6 separate regions of the Mus musculus genome follow, and all the other regions are linked to region 1. Evidence: chromatin contacts called from public HiChIP or PLAC-seq and promoter capture Hi-C data. All regions are on one chromosome and are shown on one strand. Each heading gives the region's core, a stretch centred on a gene start, on an enhancer-like site or on the middle of the called end of the contact. The rest is flanking DNA. Distances are from core to core; before and after follow the strand shown.

Region 1 (3,284 bases), core at 471-2,970:
TTCGGAGTGCTGGGATTAAAGGTGTGCGCCACCACGCCCGGCTAAGATTTATTATTTTAAGTACACTGTAGCTGACTTCAGACACACCAGAAGAGGGCGTCAGATCTCATTATGGAAGGTTGTGAACCACCATGTGGTTTCTGGGAATTGACCTCATGACTTCTGGAAGAGCAGCCAGCGCTCTTAACCCGAGCCACCTTGCCAGCCCATGTTACTGAATTTTTAAAAATGGATTTTAGTCTGTAAGCCCAGAATTTATAAGTCTAAGGCAGAAGCTCAAGGACAGCTTAGGTTACACAGTTAAGATCTGGCCTCAAAACCAAAGGTCACCAAAATTTGAGACCAAGCTGGCTTCAGAGTTAGTGGTCCTTCTGCCTCAGGCTCTCAAGTGTTGGGGTTATTACTCGTGGGAGACGTCATATCTGACTCACTCCCATTTTTATTTACAGGTATTTCATACTTTAAGCCTAAAAACCGAAAATAATTAGGGGTAGGGATGTGGCGCATTAGAGCACCTGGGTTTAGTAAGCAGGAAGCTTTCGGTTTAATCCCCAATACACACACACACACACACACACACACACACACACACACACACACACACACGCCCAGTAGGAATGGCCCATTTCTGTGACCAATGCATGCTTCTGCATGACCACTTTCTAGGCGGTCAAAGTCCAGAGAAATATAATCCGACTAGCTCAAATTCAGCTGCTGCAGTCCCATCTCAACGCCTCTGCCAGCCCTTAACCAATGCACAGAGACAAGCTGAATTAATCAAGTCAACGGCTTTTATTGTCAGTTACATGCTTTATAGAAAAAGTTGTGGAGAACGAGTCAGGGTTGTACAAAAAAGGCTAGGCTTCTACATGGTCTATTTACACAGATGTGGGGACCCCTCCGCCCCCCTTCAGGCACAGCAGCTGCACTTGTCGGAAGCCTCTTTGCAGATGCAGCCCTGGGAGCACTTCGCACAGCCCACGGGGCAGCAGGAGCAGCAGCCTGTGGGGAGAGAAGAGTTGAACGTGAGCGAGAAACCTTGTCAGAGGCACACCACCTGAACGCTCCCGGGAGGGAAGGCGCGGCGCGGCGGGCTAGGGACCCCAGGAGAGTGACGGGGAAATGGCAGAGAAGATCCAACTTACTTTTCTTGCAGGAAGTACATTTGCATTGTTTGCATTTGCAGGCGCCAGCGCAGGAGCAGGATCCATCTAAAAGTAGAAGGCAGTCAGTGAGCGCGGTTGAGTGGGACCCGGGAGTACCTGAACGCTGTTCTCCTAGGAAGGTGAGGCAAATCACCCGGGTAGGCGAGCCACTATCTCAAGGACTAGTTTAAAGGAGCAGGAGTGCTTCAGAATTCATTCGGAAGGGGTAGCCGGTCGTACCCTTAAAGTAATTACTAAAGGAGGGGCCAAAAAGCCTGTCTAGCTCTCCCAGAAATCCCGTCAGCAGTCCCCCTTACCGGAGGCACAGGAGCAGTTGGGGTCCATGGCGAGTGGAGGCGGCGGTTGAAGATCGACGAGAGATCGGTTTGAAGAGTTCTAGGAGCGTGATGGAGAGAAGCACGCGGAGCGCGACCTTTATAGCGGAGAGTATTGGGTCGAGCGCAAAAGCTCCGCCCGGGTGGAAGGCACCATGCACGCGCCCCCGCCGCCTGCACACGCCCTTTTTCTGGCTCAAGGGATATGGCCAGCACACGCCCCTGGGCCTGCGCACGACCCGAATTCTGCAAGCGGCCCTCTTTTTGCTCGTGGGACAGAGCCTGCACACGCCCTCCCCCCACCCCCCGCGCTGAGTCACACCCCCTTTCTCTGGGCTCAGGGACTGAGAGCAAAGGAGCTGAGCGCAAAGGGTCTGCGATCCGGTGGGAACCGGTTCCAGGACACCTGCTTGCTCCCGCGCGCGCCCTTTGCGGTGCCCCGGGGCCCGAGGGGCCGGGTGCAGAGGCGATGCTGAGCGACGAGACCTCTGGCCGCCCAGATCACGCCACGGGGACACAGTTTCCGCGCATGTCTTGTGTGCTAACCTGGGTGAAAGCGGGGCTTGGAGACCCTGCGTACAGGAAAACTTAGCTGGCAGTGTGAACCGGTTACAAAAACCAGCCCTACCCCTGGCTTAACTGCTGTTGGTGATGTACTCCTGCCCCCCTGCGTGTCACGTGCTGCGGGCACCGTAAGAGCTGTCGTTTTTCCTTACAAACGCTGGTTGGAGTGTTCATTATTCTCACCGTAGAAAAGTGGAAACGGAGACGCAGTCACATAGTCACTTGCCCAAGATGAGTGTAGGGTTCGAATCCACTAAGGCACCAGCCAGTTGTCAAGAGACTAGAGACCATAGACACAAGCCTTGTGCTAAGACTTACTCTTGGGGGGCGGGGGGAGGGCAGCGAGTGACAGGAAAAAATGGTGGGGGTCTTTGCTGGAGGTGGAATTCAAGAGAACGAAAGCAGTCCATTCTGGGAGGATATGGACCAGGGCCCTTTGCCAGGGTGTTTGCCAAGTAGGAAGGGCCAGATGGTGGTGTTCTGAAACACACGGATGGAAAGCCCCACGTAACCCGACCCACCTCCACCCACGGGTGGATGCTGAGGGGAAGGGTGGAGATGGCAGCCAAAATTTCTTCCCCTGGAGGTACATGGTGTTTCCCCACTTGCTTAAGTCTGCTGAAATCAGACTGGAAGTCATAGCTGGAATGTCTGTGTCATCTGCAGAGCCAGGAAACTGGTGCCGGAAGCTTCCCGGCAGGCCGACTCGGATACTTTCAACGGAGGCTGTGGGTGGGTTGTAACAGGACAGGCTGTCCTCGCAGCTCTTAGTGAAAACTGGGGCAATGCCTTCTTGACTCATTCCAGGCATTACTGGATGCCCACGGCTGTCCATGGATTGTGTGATTAAACACCGTGTCCTTTCCCTTCCTGGCACTTTCTGTGGCTGCCCTGGCTATGAACTTGAACCGGATTGATTTCTGGGCTCCCGTGCTCCCTTTCCAGACTGACCCCAGAGCAGTCTTTGCTGTAACTCCAGCCTCAAGCCAGGATGTTGTTGGCAGTCACCGCTGGCCAAGTCCCGTAAATTCATGGAGGTAACTAACCCACGGTACGGTTATTCCTGCCCAGTTCTCACTTCCCGCTAGGACTTAGATTTTGAAAATGGAAGTACGTCGTAGACTGGATGTATCCGCCAGTTCCTTTAATCAGAGCACTCAAGAGGCAGAGGCACGTAAATTTCTGTGAGTTCAAGGTCAGCCTAGTCTACATAGTGAGTTCCAGTCCAGCTTTGGCTATA
Region 2 (3,284 bases), core at 363-2,862, 970 kb before region 1:
ATTCATACAGTGGCCCCTGTGCACAGTGCACATGTGTGCATCCCTATAGGACTTGGAGCCTCAGCTCTGACCCATTCTGAGTTTGCCTCTCCTCTCTTGAACACATGGACATAGGAGGTGCCCATCTCCTGGGCGGATCAGTGTGGAACGGGACCTTGCTGTTACAGAGCACAGTGCCAGACACTATACTCACCAGGAATAAATGGTGTCTATTATGTGCACAAGGGAAAAGGGCTGTCCTAAATGAAGTGTTGGCAGCACTTACACCCAGTGGGTGGGATCACAGTCACAAGGAACATCCATTACTTTTCTAATTGGAGAAAAGAGAACAATAAATGTTTTTATTAGTTAAAACAAAACAAAACAAAACCTGACTTTGGCTTTGCTAGAAGGAAACTGAAGTTTATGTCAGTGTCCCAATCCTTAAGGAAGACAAGGTTTCTCCTTTTATATGCAAACTTAAATGCAGGACACACCCCTTCCCCTCGAATAGAGCCTTCAATAGATGAGACAGTGCTTGCTTCCAGCTGGGGGCCTACTGGCCAGGCCTGGCCTGGCACCAGGCACCCTGTGGGGCCTAAGTCCTTGTCTCTGTTTTTGCTCCAGATTCTTGACACGTGGCTCAGCAGCGGAAGCGGGAAGCAGGCCCAGAGGAGGCAGCAAGGCCCTCCCTAGGTCTCTCCTAGGCCATTTCTGGCAAGCCTGAAGGGGTAGACCCTCACCCTCCTCAGGTTATCTGGGGACCATCAGCCTCTGCGGGACAGGCTCCTGTGGCACATTCTCCTTCCGCACTCCGGAGTGGGCATACTGGGGCTGGAATAAATGCCTCTCTGTTTGGGAGACAAAGAACAGAGTGGCTCCTTTGGGTCAGCAGTCTCTCTTGGCTGCCTGAGCCTTCTCTCCCCCAGGCCTCTTCAGTGGCTCCTAGACGCCCCAGGAAGGAGCTTTTAAAGACAGACGGTGGAGCTGTTTTGCCGGAGCTTAAGGGAATGCGTTACCTTAACAAACCCCAAGCCTGCTGCTCAAGAAAATATTTATTGGTTGGGGGTGCAGGGGTGCAGCTGGCAAGGCAGGATGCCAGGCTGGGCACAGAGAGAGGGTGCACGCCTGTGTAACAGAGCAGGTGAACGTGTGGTATGCGTGTGCTCGATCTCGCGTGCAAGAGCTTGTGTGAGGAAATGTATTAAGATGTGAGTCTGTGTGTGTGTGTGTGCCAGTTGTGTGTGGATCCTAGCTGGCGTGCGTGAAACTTCTGCACCTGGGTTTGGGGTGGAGTACAAACCGTTTTGAGGGTGAGTGTTAACGTTAACTCCTGGGTAGGAGTAATGGGTGAGGGCGAGTGTGCAGGTACGCGGTGTGCAGTGGAGGGTGTGAGCCAGCTCGGAAGGGGCAGGCAAGGTGCGCCTGGGCTCGTGCACCAGTGGGTGTGCGCACAAGGGTGTACCAGCCTGTGTCGGGTGGATGGGTAGGATAAGAGGGGAGGCATGCGCCTGGGGTGGGCGCGTGCGCGAGAGTGCGCGTGCCCCCCTCCCGAGCCCGTTACCATGGGAACGCGCCGCGGCCTGAGTTAATCATTTCCTGTGGAAAGTGCGGGAGGGGCGGGCACGGGGCGGGCCAAGGAGGCAGCGGCGGCGGCGTGGAGCTGCCTCGCGCGGGCGGGCGGGCCGGAGCCGGCCGGAGCGGGCCGAGCCCGGGGCGCTGCGGTGGCGGCGCTGGGATCCTGTCTCCGCTAGGCCGGTGAGTCGGGTCCCGGCAGGCTGGGGGTGGAATGGGACGGGCTCCTCCCGGCGCTCCTGCTGGGCGCCGCGCCCGCCCTGCCTGAGGACCCCCTCTTTCCCCGACCCGGTGGGTGTTGCGATCAGGCCCCAAGAGACCCGGCTGAGCGCGGGGCTCCCACTGTATTGGTCCAACCGGAGGATCTTGCAGAGACCTGGGCGTGAGGGTGGCACAGCCTCTGGGGTAGCGCCACCAAGACCGACTCCTTGGAGGGGGAATGTGCAGTGCCTACCTGGGAGCTGCGGGTCAACCAGTGAACCCCCTCCCCCTGCAAGGGTCGCTTCCAGGAAGGCTACTGTTTGGGCCCTCCCTCTGTGTCCCCCGAGTAGTTCTCCCCCATCCCCCGGGCAAGGCCCGAGGTGGGGTGCGGCAGCCCCTAGGTTAGGAGGGAGGGCCTCAGAAATACCCTCTCAAGCTGAGAGGGATCAAGTCATTGACAGCTGCGGCTGAGGAATCCCTGCAGGGAGGGGAGCCCAGAAGCTGTCTGTCCCCTCAGCCTTTCCACTGCAAGTAACAGGAGAACTCTGGCTGACACAGTGAAAGGCCGGGTCCTGAGACATTTTAAAGAGGAAGCTGGATTTAAATTCTTAAGTAGTATTTGTCACCCTTCCAAAACATACACACACACTTTAATGCATTTCTCAAGCTTGGGCCTTGGGACTACCCCTAGCTTCACCTTCCTTAGTGTCCTTCTGCCCCAGACTGGGTAAATGCCCTTCCTAGTCTGGTAGGACTTATTCCCCATGCCCTTCATAAAGGGGCAGTCTCCTTGGCTAGAGAGAGTCATTTGCTAGGAATGCAGTCCCAGAATGGTTTTGTGTATTGGAGTGGTTGGACTTCAGGGTTTGGGGATGGTAAGTTCTGCTGTCTGTATGGGTACCAGAGAGCAGAAAATTTGAAATCTGGATGCACCAGAACATGTGTGTGCCAGGGATACCCTAACCCAGTCTAGCCATGCCCCCTCCCCCAAATGCTCACCCAGGAGAACTAAGCTATCCCCTGCAGTGGTGTATAGGTGACTATGAGGTCTACACACACACACACACACACACACACACACACACACACAGAGAGAGAGAGAGAGAGAGAGAGAGAGAGAGAGAGTGAGTCTTTGCCCTGTCTCTGGTTTAAGACAGGAGGAAGGCAGATCTACCATCCTTAGCTAAACCCAGAGAAGCACATGCCCCTCCCCCAAACAGCTTCCGCATTCACCCACCAATGGGACAGTTTACCAAGAGATAGCAGCATCTTGGGCCCTTTGCCTGTGTCCATACTTCATATGTGTATTTTCTGATGTCAGCCCTGAGAAGTACAGTTTTCACCACTTGATACATGAAGATGATAAGGCAAAGAGCAGGTAATTAATTCTTCTAGGTGGCGGAGCCAAGGTCTGACCTAGCCCATAGCTCTACTGCATGATTTCCAGGTCACTAGAGGTCCCAGGACCCCAGACCTAACACCTGTGTAAGGAGATGATGCACTTGTCTCTTGGCCTAGAACCCTGGGCT
Region 3 (3,284 bases), core at 436-2,935, 890 kb after region 1:
TGGATAAAAACCTTAAATAAATAGGAATCATACAACCCAGCAGGTTCTAGCAGGTTAAAAAAAGATGCATAGTGAGCTACACATCGCTGCCGACTTAGCACGTTTCCATCACGCCTCAGACAAATGCAAAACCCAAATGCAGGCTCCCCAGCCTTGGCAGCTCTCCATTGCCCCTTCATCTCCTTTCCCTCAGCAACCAGCCCTCATTGTTCATCTTTATGTTCTGGAACCTTCACGCAACTGGAAGCCTAAAGCCTATTAGCTTCATGACTGGCTTCTTTTATTTTTCATAATTTCAAGTTATGGCAGCACCTGCTCTTACAAACAATATTCAGTGAGGGACACAGGTGACCAATTTATTTATTGTTCAGTTCATGAACATTTATTTGGGCTGTTTCTGCCCCTTAAAATATTAGAAATAAATGCTCTTTGTACAGATAGTTTTTTACTGCTCATGGTTTTAATTATTGTAGGTATGTTAGTAGGACTGGAACTCTCTGCCTAGCTATCAGAGAAACTAAGTCTTTAAACTAAGTGATAATCTATAACTTGTGTTTTCCTCTCCTGAGCTGATCCTCTCTATTTCCTGATCACACAGTGATGCCCACAGCTACTTTGAGTGGAGCTATGGCATTTGCTTAGCCAGCTGTACCAGACTGTATTCAACCAAAGCACTGTCCTAAGGCATTTGATGGTCCTAGGAAGGGGATCTCAGCAGCTTCCTTCAATAGCACCTTGTGAAAGACCCTCTCCCAAGTGCATGCTTATACCGTAGCCCCATGGTTTGCAGCTTGGACACATATGCCAGACTCTTCCTGACCTCACATCTGTTCTGGTTAATATTCAAAGTATTCCTGGATCAATGGGCAGGTAGGTGGTAAAAGCCAAGGATTTTGAAATGGAGTTGAATTATTATAAGAAAGATCTATACCTAAAGTTCTGCCCTGAACTGAGTGAGTTCCCAAACTTGGTTGCATGTGGCCCAAGATAGGGCCACTTGGCAAGATGACTATACAAATAATCTAAACTTCTCCAAGGAGGGTAGTTGAAGCTTAACGTTGTTACCAAACACAAGAGTCCAAAATGCTAGAAAAGGGAGGCAGAGACATGTGCCCTGATCTCCCTGGTGAACAGCTGTGGAGCTGTGAATTTCTCTAAAAAATTTCAGCCTGTTATAAGAATCCCCCCACCTCACTAAAGCTTTTCACTGCCTGGAGGTATTTGCTTGACTTTGAGATCTCCTGGCACTCTGAAGCGAGAGTGTTACAAGGAAAAATATTTATGAAAGAAGTGGGAGGGAGTGGGTAGGGGAGCAGGGTGGGGGGAGAGTATAGGGGACTTTTGGAATAGCATTTGAAATGTAAATGAAGAAAATATCTAATAAAAAGTTTTTTTTTTTAAAAGAAGCTGTTGATCTGTCATCTGAGAGTTTCATACTAATTGTTTATATATAAGACAGCTAATGCTGGGTGCATGAGTGTTCAGATAAAGCAGGGTAAACTTGGAAGAGCTGTGGCTAAGGAAGAGAAAGAGGTGTTTGTGTGTGTGTGTGTGTGTGTGTGTGTGTGTGTGTGTGTGTGTGTGTAGTTCTGTATTGTGTAATTGGGCTCTGTGGGCAGGACTCCTGGGAGGTTCCCAGGATGTGGGCAGGACCTTACACACCCCTTCCTTGTGGATCAGAGTTAGAAGGTCCATTGACTTGGGAGCCTGTCCATGCAAGATGTTCCTTAGCACTCTGTTCCTGGTGTCTCTAGCAACCTGTGTGATTTGCGGTGAGTACTTTTGAAATACAAATTTGTGGGGGACACAAAGAGTAGCAGGGTTGTGCATAGAGCACAGACAAGACAGATTTAGTTCTGCAGGAGAACTCACTCTCCAGACTTGGATTTGCCTCTAAGTGGCCTACACCATGGTGCAGGACACTCTGAGATCAAGAGACACTAAAATCCCTGAGTCCCTGCAGCACACTTAGGTACAGAGGACGAAGAGCCAACTCCAGCACAAGAGGAATCAAGACAGGTTGGTTCCCTTACTTCACTGGACTATAGAGGATTAGTTGGTTTCATTTCTAAAGCTTTTTAGGTACACTTGCAATAGGATGCCCCTTCATGCCTTTACATGTAGTGGGTCCTCCATTATTAATACATAATACATAAATATAGGATGTACTAATAGAAAATACACAGTATGGTCAAGCTAGCACATCAGGACCAAATAGTCATTGAAAAACCACTTTGTTGTTCATTTTCCCCAAGAAGAAAGTCATAGTACTAAGGTAGGGGGGACAGGACGTGCCAGGTCAGTGAGGAGGCTCAGGCTGGGGAGCCTGTAGCAAATGCCTCTTTTGTTAGCATTTCAAGGAACTTTAGGGAACAGTGCACATCTCAAGTGTCTGGTACCAGGTTCAGGGTAATGAGGGCAGATGGACAGGCAGACAGTAGTCCATGCTATCATAAAGGAGATGTTTAGTTAGGGTCATGCCTCTGAAATTGATAGACTCTGAGAGAGACAGTTCCCAAGAGTCATGATAGCCTCCTAAACATCAGATACATGAGTTAAATTCATGGTAAATATGTGGTTATAGCATTGATTTCAATGTATATCTGTGCCATTAATAGGTGGCCTGTAAAAACTGGTATGTTCTTCCAAGTTTATCTGGCAAATCATGTCCAGGGCTGTCTCTAGCACTTAAATACAGAGCCAGTACTCAGCAATCAATCCCTTAAATGCCTCACCCTGTGTGGACAGGTGACGTTGAGAGAGGCCTGGAACTGAAGGACCCAGATTTGAAGCAGAACATGCCTTTGCTGCTGGTTACCCTGGCAACGGCATACTCTCCATTTTTAGGAACTCCACACAGGATTGATTCTTCCAAGTTAAATAGACACACCAATAGTTACCTAGAAAGACGATATTGTTATGAATTCAAGAAACTGGGATGTACCTCTGGTATACAGTAGGCATTACATGTGTGTGCAATGTTGTAAGTCATAGCTTCTGTTGGCAATGTTCTCACCCTACCCCCACCCCTTGCATGCAAGCACATTTTGCTCTAGGTAATCCTGTTGAAAGTTCATAGTTAATTCAGCCATGCCTAGTCACCTATAATCAGACTTTGCCCTCTTTCATCTCGGAAGTATTTTTTTATCCCTCCTCCTCCTGGTCATCCTCCTCCCCCTCCTCCCCCTCCTCCTGCTCCTCTTCCTCCTCTTCCTCCTCTTCCTCCTCCTCCCTCTCCTCCTCCTCTTAAGGCTTCCATGGTTCATGCCTTCTCCTGCCAGAAC
Region 4 (3,284 bases), core at 331-2,830, 670 kb before region 1:
CCCGTATTATTTTGAGACATAGACTTCCTATATAACTCAGGCTGAGGCAGGACTAACAAGTTTTTAAAAAAGAAAAAAGAAAAGGAATAAAAAAGAAAAGCATGATGACACACTCTTTTAAGAGCACTCAGGGGGCTGGTGAGATGGCTCAGGGGGTAAGAGCACCCGACTGCTCTTCCAAAGGTCCGAAGTTCAAATCCCAGCAACCACATGGTGGCTCACAACCACCTGTAACAGAGATCTGATGCCCTCTTCTGGTGCGTCTGAAGACAGCTACAGTGTACTTACATATAATAAATAAATAAACCAAAAAAAAAAAAAAAAAAAAAAGTAAACTCTGATTAAAAAAAAAAAAAAAAGAAAGAAAACACTCAGGAGGCAGGACCAGGCCAATCTCTCTAAGTTCCAGGTCAGTCTGGTCTATATTACAGTGAGTTCCAGGTCAGCCAGAAATATAGAGTGAGACTTTATCTCAAATACTTCAGAAAGGGGACGGTTACTTCGGAGATACCTGTTGTAAACTGCTTGCATAACATTGAAAAAAAGATGAATGTTTGGGCTTTAAGGGCCCACCTAATATAAAGTTGTCGGGAATACAGTTGAACTTTTTGTGGACACAATTTCATGGGTAAATACCCTATGACTGGATTTGTTGGCTCACATTGCATTATTTTTGTTAAACATATTTCGTCTGAAACTCTAGCTAAAAATGCCACAAAGGAAGTCATTGAAAATAATAAGGAAAGAAACACAGAACAGCATGCTTAACAACATCAGCATTTGCTATAGGCCCAGAAAATTTGAAGTGAGGAGCCCCCAAAGTATGGTTGCGAGATCTCTGCGGTTCATGGAGATTTTAGTTGCATATTTTTTGTCACTGTGTCAGTGCAGAAAGATTCTATATACGGACAGCGATTTTTGCTTTTCCACTTAATGACAATGTACAAAGTTTCTAAAAGTAAATGTCTACTATTACTGTGGAGATAAAAATACGGGGCATATGGCAGCAAATGACGAATGTCACCAGCTTAGTGACGTGGTGTGGCAATAACTGACTCTGTGGCTGTTCGGTCGGTTTCTCCAGCGAGGCTGGCACAGCGCCTACGGCGACGGAGAACGCTTTGGAACGGACGAGCTCTGTGACCTTGGGCACACCGAGCCCTCTCTGAAGCTCCATTACCTCTGGGGAACCGGGGTGACAGGACTGCCCCGCGGCTTTTGCCCCCTCACAGCTCAAAGTCCGGCGACTGAAACCCTTAAGTGGCTTTTTCCAGCTCGCGACTCCAGCGGCTCCACGCCGATGCCCTTTACCTTGCTAGCCCCGACCAGAGCCTCTATCATCCCACGCCAAGCCCAGATCCGCCCTGCGCCTTCTTCCCGTTTTTCCCCCTCGCGCCCCGGCTCGGCTGGCTGTCACCTCACCGGGCAGGCACCGCAGCTGCAGGAGCCTCCAGCCCAAGCGGCCGAGGACACCAGACACGGCTGCTGTCGCCGCCATCTTGGAAGTGGGCACGCACGCACGCTGAGGGCGGCGACGCGCCGGGCAGCGTCACGCGTCAGTGGGGCCGCGTCCGCTCACTAGGACTCAGGTGTTGTGCGGCGTCTTCTCGCGAGAGACCAGGACGAGAAGCCGGCGTCCGCGGAGCGGGTTTTCAGGCTACGAGGAAGGTGAGGACGCTCGGGGTCGCTCGAGCATCTGAGCGGGCTTAACGGCCCTCCTAGGGGCCACTCTGGTCTCCCGTGCTCTCGCTTCGGCTTCTGGCGCCGTCATTGTCACCCCTTGGGGAAGCCGGGGTGAGGGGCCGCGGCGGCCGGGGCCCTGCACGCGGCGTGCTGGACGCCGGGGCTCGTCCGCCGCCTTTTTCCGCGTGGAAACCCGGAGCTGGCATCGGGACCGTCAGTTTACTCCTAGCCATCGGTGGTGACCTTGAGTCTCCTCCAGGGCACTTGGCGGAAAGCACCAAAGGTGGGGAGAACCTGGAGCCACAGGTTGTCCATTCGAGCCCGGCATTTATGTCCTAGGATGCTTGTTTATAGAAGGAGCCACCCAGGCTTTTGTCCTGGAGAGTTGCCCCTGTGCCGGGGTGTGGTCCCTAGCGATCACTAGCCATTTGCAAGGTCGGGAGAAGTTCGCTTCTCGGTGCCTGAGTCCAAGCTGCGGGTCTTCAGAGTAGAGCGGACTGCCTCGCTTGCTCTACCAGGGAAGTCTTGATGTTTGCTAGAAGTAAACGGTGTATGTTTAGTGTCATGGTCATGGGGTGGGGGAACATGTATGTATAGGTGCATACGCATGTGTGTGGAGGCCAGAGGACAACTTGGTGTTTCATCAAACTGTGGCCACCTTCTTTGTGACAGGGCCTCTAGTTGGCCTGAAGCGTACCAGTTAAGGCTGGATAACAAACTTTGCCACACGAGCTTTTGAAATATATATACACACACATACATATATACTTATATGTATGTACACATATATGTGTATGTATATATATGTATGTGTATGCATGTATACACACATATATAAAGATTCTGTGTGTGTTGGGGAGGAGTGTCTGCTTCCACTTTGAGTTCTGAGGGTTAAACTCAGGTTGTCAGGCTTTGTAGCAAGCACCCCTAACCCACTGAATCATCTTGGTAGCCCACACCCAAGGTTTTCTATGTGGGTTCTGGGGCTCAAACTCCTTATGCTTGCAAAGCACAGCCTCGCCCTTCCCAGAGCCCTGATAATGAATGGCTTTTGAGAGAAGAGTTTCACCGAGGAGCGTAAACTGTCCTCAGAACTCCTTCACCAGTCTCCCGAGAGAGCTAGGGTTACACGAAGGCTCCGACATTCTTGGCTATTGGTTGGTGTTTGTTTCGCTTTGTGGTATTGAAGAGTGGACCCAGGTCATGCTAGGTTAAGCACATACCACTGAACTGTGACCCTATCCCTAATCAGCTGGACCTGCTACCACTGAGTCACCCCCAGCCTCTCTGCCACCTTAAATGGGACCCAAGCCTAAGATTATGGTTCTTAGGTGCCTTAAAGATAAATAAACCCACCTCCAGAAGTTACTCCCAGAGGAGAGGCACTGCTCTTACTGCCTGCTGGTAACTTAGCAGACCAGCCTCAAACTCCCAGAGATCTGCCTACCTTTGTCTGGAGAGTACTAGTATTAAAAGCAAATGCATATTCACCCGGTATTAACATTTTTAAAAAGCCATGGGTTGATGGTGTCAGTTGGAGGAGCGTCTAACAAACAAGGTCAGTTATGTGACAGTTATGTGACATTGACTTCTACTTCACC
Region 5 (3,284 bases), core at 204-2,703, 600 kb after region 1:
CTTTTCATTTTATAGAGCAGAACTAGGAAAGAAAATGTAAGAGGCATGTTTAAATTTGGACTTCAGGTGATATGGTACTGGAATATATTTTAATATTTTTACTCACACTGGAAGGTCAAATGTAGCCAAAGCTCCTATTTTTATCTTCAGTCTCAATTAAGCAATGGCCTGTGGCTGGAGAGACTGTAGACTCAGATATGGGCATGCCACTAAAGGAGGTAGCAAGAGGTACCCCAGTGCTTAACTGCCCAGTGCCTATCTTACCTGGGAGGCCACAAGAAACAGGAGGATCATGTGTAGTTGTCCCTTACCGTGTCTCCAGGGTAGGGACAATAGGGCAGCAGGGACTTAATAAATAATTGCTGCATGAATAAGTGGTCACACGCGTGAGTGCTTATACAAGCAAATGTATGAATAGAATGGTTATGAGCATGAATGTATATATGAGTGTATAAAGAATCACATGCATGTATGTAATGTATGAATGGCCACAGGCATTATACACATACCATGAACGTGTACAAATGAATGGCCACGGACATGAGTGTGTAAGCGAGTAACTAGTATATGTGTATGTGTGTGTGTGTGTGTGTGTATGTGTGTGTGTGTGTGTATAATTAGTATATCAATGGGTGACTACAGATATGAGTGTGCGAGTGAGTGTATAAAAGAGGGCTCCATGCATAAATGTATAGACGAACAGTTAATAAGTAAATGCTATGCACATGCTCAGAAGGACTGGCTTCTGCACTGATGGTGGTTAAACAGTTAGGCTGGTTAGGAGCTGGAGGTCTCCTGTCTCCAGAGACTGCACCCCATGAGCATGGGCTATGAGCCAGTTCCTCATCTTCATGCTTAGCACCTCTGCTTCCTCTGCTGTGAAACTGTGTCTCCCCCGTAGCTAAGTTTCTCTGGTTTATGATCTTGCTTCCTTAACCCCACCCTCTTGAATAGGTTAAAAATAGAGCTGAATGAGGCTCGCTGCTGGCTCCTAGATATTTCTTCCCACTCTGCTATTTCTTCTCTCCTTTCTTCCTCCCATCTCTCCTATCCCATGACAGTGTTCTGAGCACCCCTTTTGTGCTTGGCCTTTCAGTTTTGTTTATTTCATTTTGCTTTTTGTTGTCGTTGTTGTTTTCCTTGAACGCCCCCTTCCACACTGTCAGATGGAACCAGAAGCCTGGAGGGACTGGTATACTGCGGTTCCTCGCAGACAAGGGAGGACGTTGGGAGCGCCTTGTATCTTTTAAAATAGACCTGTTGTCGTCGTTGTAGTCGTTGTTGGAATGTATTTTTAGCCCTGTGAGAGATTGGCATGCTCTCTCTACCACCATCTGCCAAAGGCAGTTGCTAAGCAACTGACACTGACGACAGCAAGGGGAGGATCTGGGGACTCTAGTGGCTCAGTCCTGCTGCACTGTTTAGTTCTTATGTGACAACAGTCGGGCCCAAGAGAATAAACACTCCTAACCTGGGAGAGTACAATTCAATTCAGTTCAAAGTTCCTGAGCTGAGCCCAGAGGGGACTGCCCAGGCAACAAGGACAGTGGGAACCAATGTCTTTTTGTTGTCCAGGCAACAAAGACAGTGGGTACTGATGTCTTTTTGGTGGGTAGGGCTTTTATTTAGAAAGGTCAGGTGCTGTTGCACTCACTGAGCAGATATAGCACAGCCACAGCACAGCAGGGATGGGCCTGAGCTGGACATGGGCTATTGGCAAACGGTCAGTCTAGAGCAGGAACCCTGGAATGAAGCAGGAGGCAGATGGCTGGGGTTCCTGGGCTCTCGCCCAACTTGGTTTATATTTCTCTGTCTGAGTTGTCTGCCTTTCTCTGGACTCTAGTTGTCTCCTATCCAAAGTTAGGGTGTCAAACCATGTAGAACACAATCATATAAAGGAAGGCAAAACAATCACAGTACAGGTATCTGTCACTAGGACTTGGCATTGGATCTTCCCTCTGCCTCTTATGGCTTGTGAGTGAGTTCAGGGACGCCTCAGAGACACAGTCTCTTTTGTGAAAGACAGACTTGTTCTTATCGTTCTTTGAGAATTCAGAAAATAGTACTTTGATTTAAGTGTGTACTGCAACACAGAAAATAGGTAGATATCAATAAATGTCAAAGCAGAGAAGGTAAGCTTTCTGTAACCACTTATCCTCTGTCTTATTAACATACTTGAACCTGGGCATGACTCCAGCCTTCCGTGTAACAAAATTCCCACCAAAGACAGCTGAAGAAATGAGAAGGGTACCCCTGCTATCTCATGCACTTTCAGGAAATTGCTTCTCTTAGAGTTTCTTGTAACCCAGGGCATAGCTCTGCCTGGGACACCCATTGACGAAACAAAGTGGAAGGCAGTGCTAGGGACACGGATGAGATGGCAGAGCAAGAAGATGGCAGGAACCTGGGCTGTGCTGGACTTAGTTCAACTCTCTCAACCCATGTAGGATGAAGGGAAAGTGTGTTTTGTGAGGGGTCTGAGCACTGGTGGGTTATCAGGTAGGTACCACAATGGATGGGCAGAGGTGTGTTCTATAGGGAATCTCTGGGAATAGGGAAGCACCTGGCTCTAATTGCTGCCTAAGGGGTGAGAGAGGAAACTGAAGCAATCCTACCCTACCACTCATCAGTTCCTGGGAGTATCTGTACCCTGCAACTTCTAGTCTTCTGTATGCTATGGGCAGAGTGAATGCCAGTAGCCCAAAGTCACACCCTTAGGAATCTCCCAGCCTATAGAGTCCTTCGATTTTTAGTATGGTGACACAGAGCTCATAGAAACAATCAGCTTGCTCAGAAACTAGAAGACATAACAGAATCCATATTTCCTGACCTCCAGGTGATCAGTGCAGCCAACATAGAGGTTAGTGGGTCCACAGGATACCCGTGATGCCTTTCACTTTCCTTGAGAAACCGATAGCTGCTCTCTGTTCTACCCCAGTGCTCTTCCCACTCATCCTGGTACCTGGATGCTCCACTGGTTGTTTGATTTGGTTTAATTTCCAGGCACAGGTTGGTGTGATGATTGGAAGAGGGTTGAACTCAGTCAGGAGGCTTGCCTCCATATTTGCTGTTCTGTTTCATGGGAAAGGGCCTGTAGTTAAAGACTCTTGGTATTCACAGCTTTCAGCTTTGCCTGCTTCCCCCTGTAGGTTGAGACATGTAAGAAAGTGTGAAGGCACTTCAGGTAGGCTCCCCAGTTGCCTGTCATCCTCAGCATGGAATGGAAGTGGAGGGCAGTGGCTCTCATAGGTGAGAGGACAATGTAGCTTTAAAATAAACTCAGT
Region 6 (3,284 bases), core at 533-3,032, 570 kb after region 1:
GGTCCACAGCCAGTAAATCTGTGTTAAATGATAAATTTCCCACATCTTAGTAATTGATCCCTGACTTCTGGATTGGACATATGGCTTTGACCTTTTGATGGTGCAAAAAGTGATATATACTTAGTAAAAACAAAAACAAAAACAAAAAACAAAACCAAAAAATAGCCTTTTTCATTTCCGACCTTTTTTCAAGTCAATGATGGTATTTTCTTATCATGGTGTCAGACAAAGGAAATCAAAAATATTTTGGAGTGGCCTGTGTGGCTAAGTTGGCACGTTTGGTAGATCACATCTATGGAATAAACTTAAATTTATAGTAGTTCATCTAGCTCTAATTCCATTAACCTCTGTTTCCCTTATAGGCAGTGTTGATAGCCAGCAAGCCAGCCACATGACTGTTCTCAGAACTAAGGATACCCCAGCAATGGCTGTGTGATCCTTGGAGAGTCAGAAGGGCAGGGCCAGCTTACAGCTTTGGATTTACTCAGTAATTCAAGCTTCCGTCTCCAAGTGATGAAGACAATGAGCGTAAATAATACTATAATTGGACTAGGTGTGAAGAGACTTAAATGCTCCTTCCAGGTTCTCTGATCTGTTTAAATGTGTGATTGAAAAGTCAGCATTTCCCATCATGTGAAGGGGCGTGAATGTGTTCGGAAGGCTTCATACATGATGCAAGGGCAGCAGCCTGAGAAATCCTAGAGTCTGGCTGCTGCTGCTGAGGTCTTTCAGCTCTGATTCGGAGGTCCCCAGGGGCAATGATTCAGTCCCTCCTCCCCATGCTGGAGCCACTTGTTGACAGTAAGCTCAAGAGAAGTCACTGTTTGTAAGCTCAGCATCAGTGTCCCCCGAGAGTGCGGCCAGCTGGCAGCAGTGCAGAAAGAAGTAAACACATTTGACTTTTCTCTATTGACAATGCCGCATATGTGATGCTCAAGAAGACCGGATGTCTGTGTCAAGGCAGCAGGCTCACTGAGGCTTCGCATCAAGCCCAAGGGCAAGCCCAGTTCTTGCTAGGTTTACTGTGTATGTTGGTCCAAAGGTAGGTAGCCAGACGCAGCTATTGCCCGGAACCCAGTTCAATCCCTGGAACAGAAAAAAAAAAAAAAAAAAAAAAAAAAAAAAAAAAAAAAAAGAAAGAAAGAAACATCTTTAGAGACTGTCTCTTCAGATCAGCCCTCCAGAATGGCCACCTCGATGCTGGAAGAATCCAGAGCTAGCATAATGAGCAGAGATTAGCAGATTGGAAGCAGGTTTCCGGGCTGAGCTCCGAGCCTGCCCCTGACATGGAGAGATCTTGCCGGCAGTGCCTCTTCTCCACCACATAGCACGTGGCAACTTAGCGGCAATGAAATTCATTGTGCGCAATGGAGTGTCAGTTGCTTACTGCTAATGGATGATTTCAAATGGGGAGAAAGATTTATTCAGTAAGTCAAGCATACGTTTCCAAGAGAAGATAACTGGGAGTAAAAACAATTACATGGTTAAACGGGAAATTTTAAACACATCTCCCAAATTCTCCATCAGTCTGTGTAATTTGAAAGGCTGTGGGGATTTGGTTCAGCAAATTATTAATCGAGATTCTTTTCTTTTCCCTGTCTGGTAGCCATTTCAACATGCTAGTGATGGGTGTGGAAGAAACAAGGGGCAGGAGTTTGGCAGCCTCTTGCAGTCCCGAGGCTTGGATTTCTTGGGATTTAGTAGGCTGTCCTTGTGGTGGTCAGAGAGGGCTCAGGAATACTTTGCTGACATCAGGCAAGAATCCAGAGCCCTGCTCAGAGCGCCTTCAGAGGACATCTGGCCAGCTTCATTGTGACAGTGAGGTCCAGATTAGGAAAGGATCACACGAGGGTCGATTGCGGGGCTCTTTGCCAGGCCTCGCCACTGTTGTTTCTACGGAGTGGGAATACTAACACTGGCCTCAGTGAGATGTGCCAGGGAAGAACGGGAATAGGAAGGAGATACATTTAGTCCCTGGAAAGGTGGGGAAGGATTTGCCACGTACTTATTTACATTCATTCTGTGAGGATCCCACGTCTTTTACCACCTTACCAGCTGTGCCTACAGCGAGGTGAGGCTCCTGGTTCCCTGTCCCCCCTGCGTTGAGCACAGGCATAGGCAGACACAGCCCCTGACATTTTCCTTGATGGTGACAGCTGGTGAGACTTTTGACTAAAGGCATAAAGAGCAAGCAGCAAAGAACAGTTACTGTGTTAAAAGCAGTTTAAAAAATGTGCTGCACCATCTGTTTGGCCACAGAGGTTTTGTGGGGCATGCGTGGGGTTGGGGGGGGAGCCTCATCTCCCACTTCTGGGTGTCACCTTGGTCAGGGCCAGCAAGGAGAAACTTTTCCAAGACTGCAACCTTTGTCTTTTACTTACCTCAGCCTCTCTTTCTGCTCCCCATGCAAAGCCTCATCTTGGTTTTTTGAAAAGACATTTTCTCAACTTCTTCAACTGCTGATGAAGTACCAGATCTGTAGATCGTAGTGGATTGGCTCAAAGGTGGGCTTTTGCTTTCAGCATTGATTATGTAAGCTGGCACACTGTAAGAGAAATAGGACTTAGGATAGTATCTTAGCTGAGGACGGAGCTCCGTGGTAGAGCACTTTGTGTACAAAGCTCTGGGTTCAAATCCTAGGCTTCACTCTGTGTTTTCTTTCACATCTTAAAGTAGTCCACCTTTTTTTCCTGCTGACATTTCTTATTAAACTCACATCTGGTATATTTTTCAGTTTTGTTTTATTTTGTTGTTGTTGTTGTTAAAAAATTATAACAATACGTGTTCTAATTAGTTATCTCCGTGTTACACGGAAACTATTAATGTTGTTTGCTAATTTCACACACACTTCTTTTGATGAATTCATGTTTAATTACATGAATATCTTGGCGCTTGTATGTTTTTGATGTAGGTCATTATACTGATTGCAAATATCAACAGCTTTGTCTCTTTCTGTTGAGTGTTGAATTTCTTATTTCCTTCTCTTGTCTGTCACTGAGCAAGCTTTGAGTACAACATTAATAAGTAGCAGTGCTTCTGAGCATCTGCTCTGATCCTGTCTCCAGCTATCACCTGTGCTGTGAGTCCAGGGCAAACAAGCGTCGTTTGTTGTTTCAATAAAAAAAAAAGTATTAAAAGTTTATCAAATTTCAGCGTGTTAAAATCATTCGCTGAGATGATTTTAGTCTATTGAGTCACCTGGATTGTTTTTTAATTTTGTATTCGCCTTACATCCTGGCTCTAATAAACTACTGGTTTTGATTTTCTGATGTTTTATGTAGGGA

Evidence for each region. Promoter capture Hi-C pulls out the DNA fragments that hold promoters and counts their contacts. HiChIP or PLAC-seq counts read pairs in DNA pulled down with a chosen protein or histone mark. Capture Hi-C pulls out chosen DNA fragments and counts their contacts.
Region 2: a contact with region 1 is called in a FOXA1 HiChIP or PLAC-seq map of pancreatic cancer cells. The contact joins the promoter of Kifc3 here to the promoter of Mt2 in region 1. A contact is called at or near these places in 1 of 484 Hi-C or Micro-C datasets (liver) and 1 of 115 datasets of contacts at active chromatin or transcription factors (pancreatic cancer cells).
Region 3: a contact with region 1 is called in a promoter capture Hi-C map of liver, with 2.7 times the contacts expected there. The contact joins the promoter of Ces1f here to the promoter of Mt2 in region 1. A contact is called at or near these places in 2 of 39 promoter capture datasets (3T3-L1-derived adipocytes and liver).
Region 4: a promoter capture Hi-C map of liver shows a contact between it and region 1. The contact joins the promoter of Ciapin1 here to the promoter of Mt2 in region 1. A contact is called at or near these places in 3 of 39 promoter capture datasets (liver and pre-B cells), 1 of 484 Hi-C or Micro-C datasets (the G1E-ER4 cell line) and 1 of 9 other capture datasets (liver).
Region 5: a contact with region 1 is called in a promoter capture Hi-C map of hippocampal neurons, with 3 times the contacts expected there. The contact joins the enhancer-like site here to the promoter of Mt2 in region 1. A contact is called at or near these places in 5 of 39 promoter capture datasets (cranial neural crest, embryonic stem cells, hippocampal neurons and 2 more) and 3 of 115 datasets of contacts at active chromatin or transcription factors (astrocytes, embryonic forebrain and embryonic stem cells).
Region 6: a contact with region 1 is called in a promoter capture Hi-C map of hippocampal neurons, with 4 times the contacts expected there. The contact joins the enhancer-like site here to the promoter of Mt2 in region 1. A contact is called at or near these places in 9 of 39 promoter capture datasets (the 3T3-L1 cell line, the HPC-7 cell line, cranial neural crest and 5 more) and 4 of 115 datasets of contacts at active chromatin or transcription factors (embryonic forebrain and embryonic stem cells).

Annotation. Positions count from the first base shown.
Region 1 is chr8:94,171,054-94,174,337 of GRCm38.p6, reverse strand. Mt2 (metallothionein 2) reads right to left here and starts at 1,720. Exons shown (of 3, transcript NM_008630.2): 1 at 1,463-1,720; 2 at 1,146-1,211; 3 at 771-1,002. The coding sequence starts at 1,490. The coding sequence ends at 911. Gm39227 (a long non-coding RNA gene) reads left to right here and starts at 2,683. Exons shown (of 3, transcript XR_879107.2): 1 at 2,683-3,081.
Region 2 is chr8:95,140,885-95,144,168 of GRCm38.p6, reverse strand. It overlaps Kifc3 (kinesin family member C3), which reads left to right and starts at 1,612. Exons shown (of 22, transcript NM_001372314.1): 1 at 1,612-1,737. The region is part of intron 1 of Gm31036 (a long non-coding RNA gene); the gene reads right to left.
Region 3 is chr8:93,278,137-93,281,420 of GRCm38.p6, reverse strand. It overlaps Ces1f (carboxylesterase 1F), which reads left to right and starts at 1,685. Exons shown (of 14, transcript NM_144930.2): 1 at 1,685-1,772. The coding sequence starts at 1,721.
Region 4 is chr8:94,836,636-94,839,919 of GRCm38.p6, reverse strand. It overlaps Ciapin1 (cytokine induced apoptosis inhibitor 1), which reads left to right and starts at 1,580. Exons shown (of 9, transcript NM_134141.4): 1 at 1,580-1,668. Coq9 (coenzyme Q9) reads right to left here and starts at 1,507. Exons shown (of 9, transcript NM_026452.3): 1 at 1,423-1,507. The coding sequence starts at 1,498.
Region 5 is chr8:93,567,945-93,571,228 of GRCm38.p6, reverse strand. The region is part of intron 9 of Gm26843 (a long non-coding RNA gene); the gene reads left to right. Among named protein-coding and RNA genes, the nearest start is that of Ces5a, 34 kb to the right of the region's middle. Within about 2 kb of position 1,453, at least 115 of the 459 cell types and tissues checked have an H3K27ac peak or open chromatin away from gene starts, as enhancers often do. A contact at or near this core is called in astrocytes, embryonic forebrain, hippocampal neurons and 1 more, where this site is marked.
Region 6 is chr8:93,597,524-93,600,807 of GRCm38.p6, reverse strand. The region is part of intron 8 of Gm26843 (a long non-coding RNA gene); the gene reads left to right. Among named protein-coding and RNA genes, the nearest start is that of Ces5a, 63 kb to the right of the region's middle. Within about 2 kb of position 1,782, at least 49 of the 459 cell types and tissues checked have an H3K27ac peak or open chromatin away from gene starts, as enhancers often do. A contact at or near this core is called in hippocampal neurons, where this site is marked.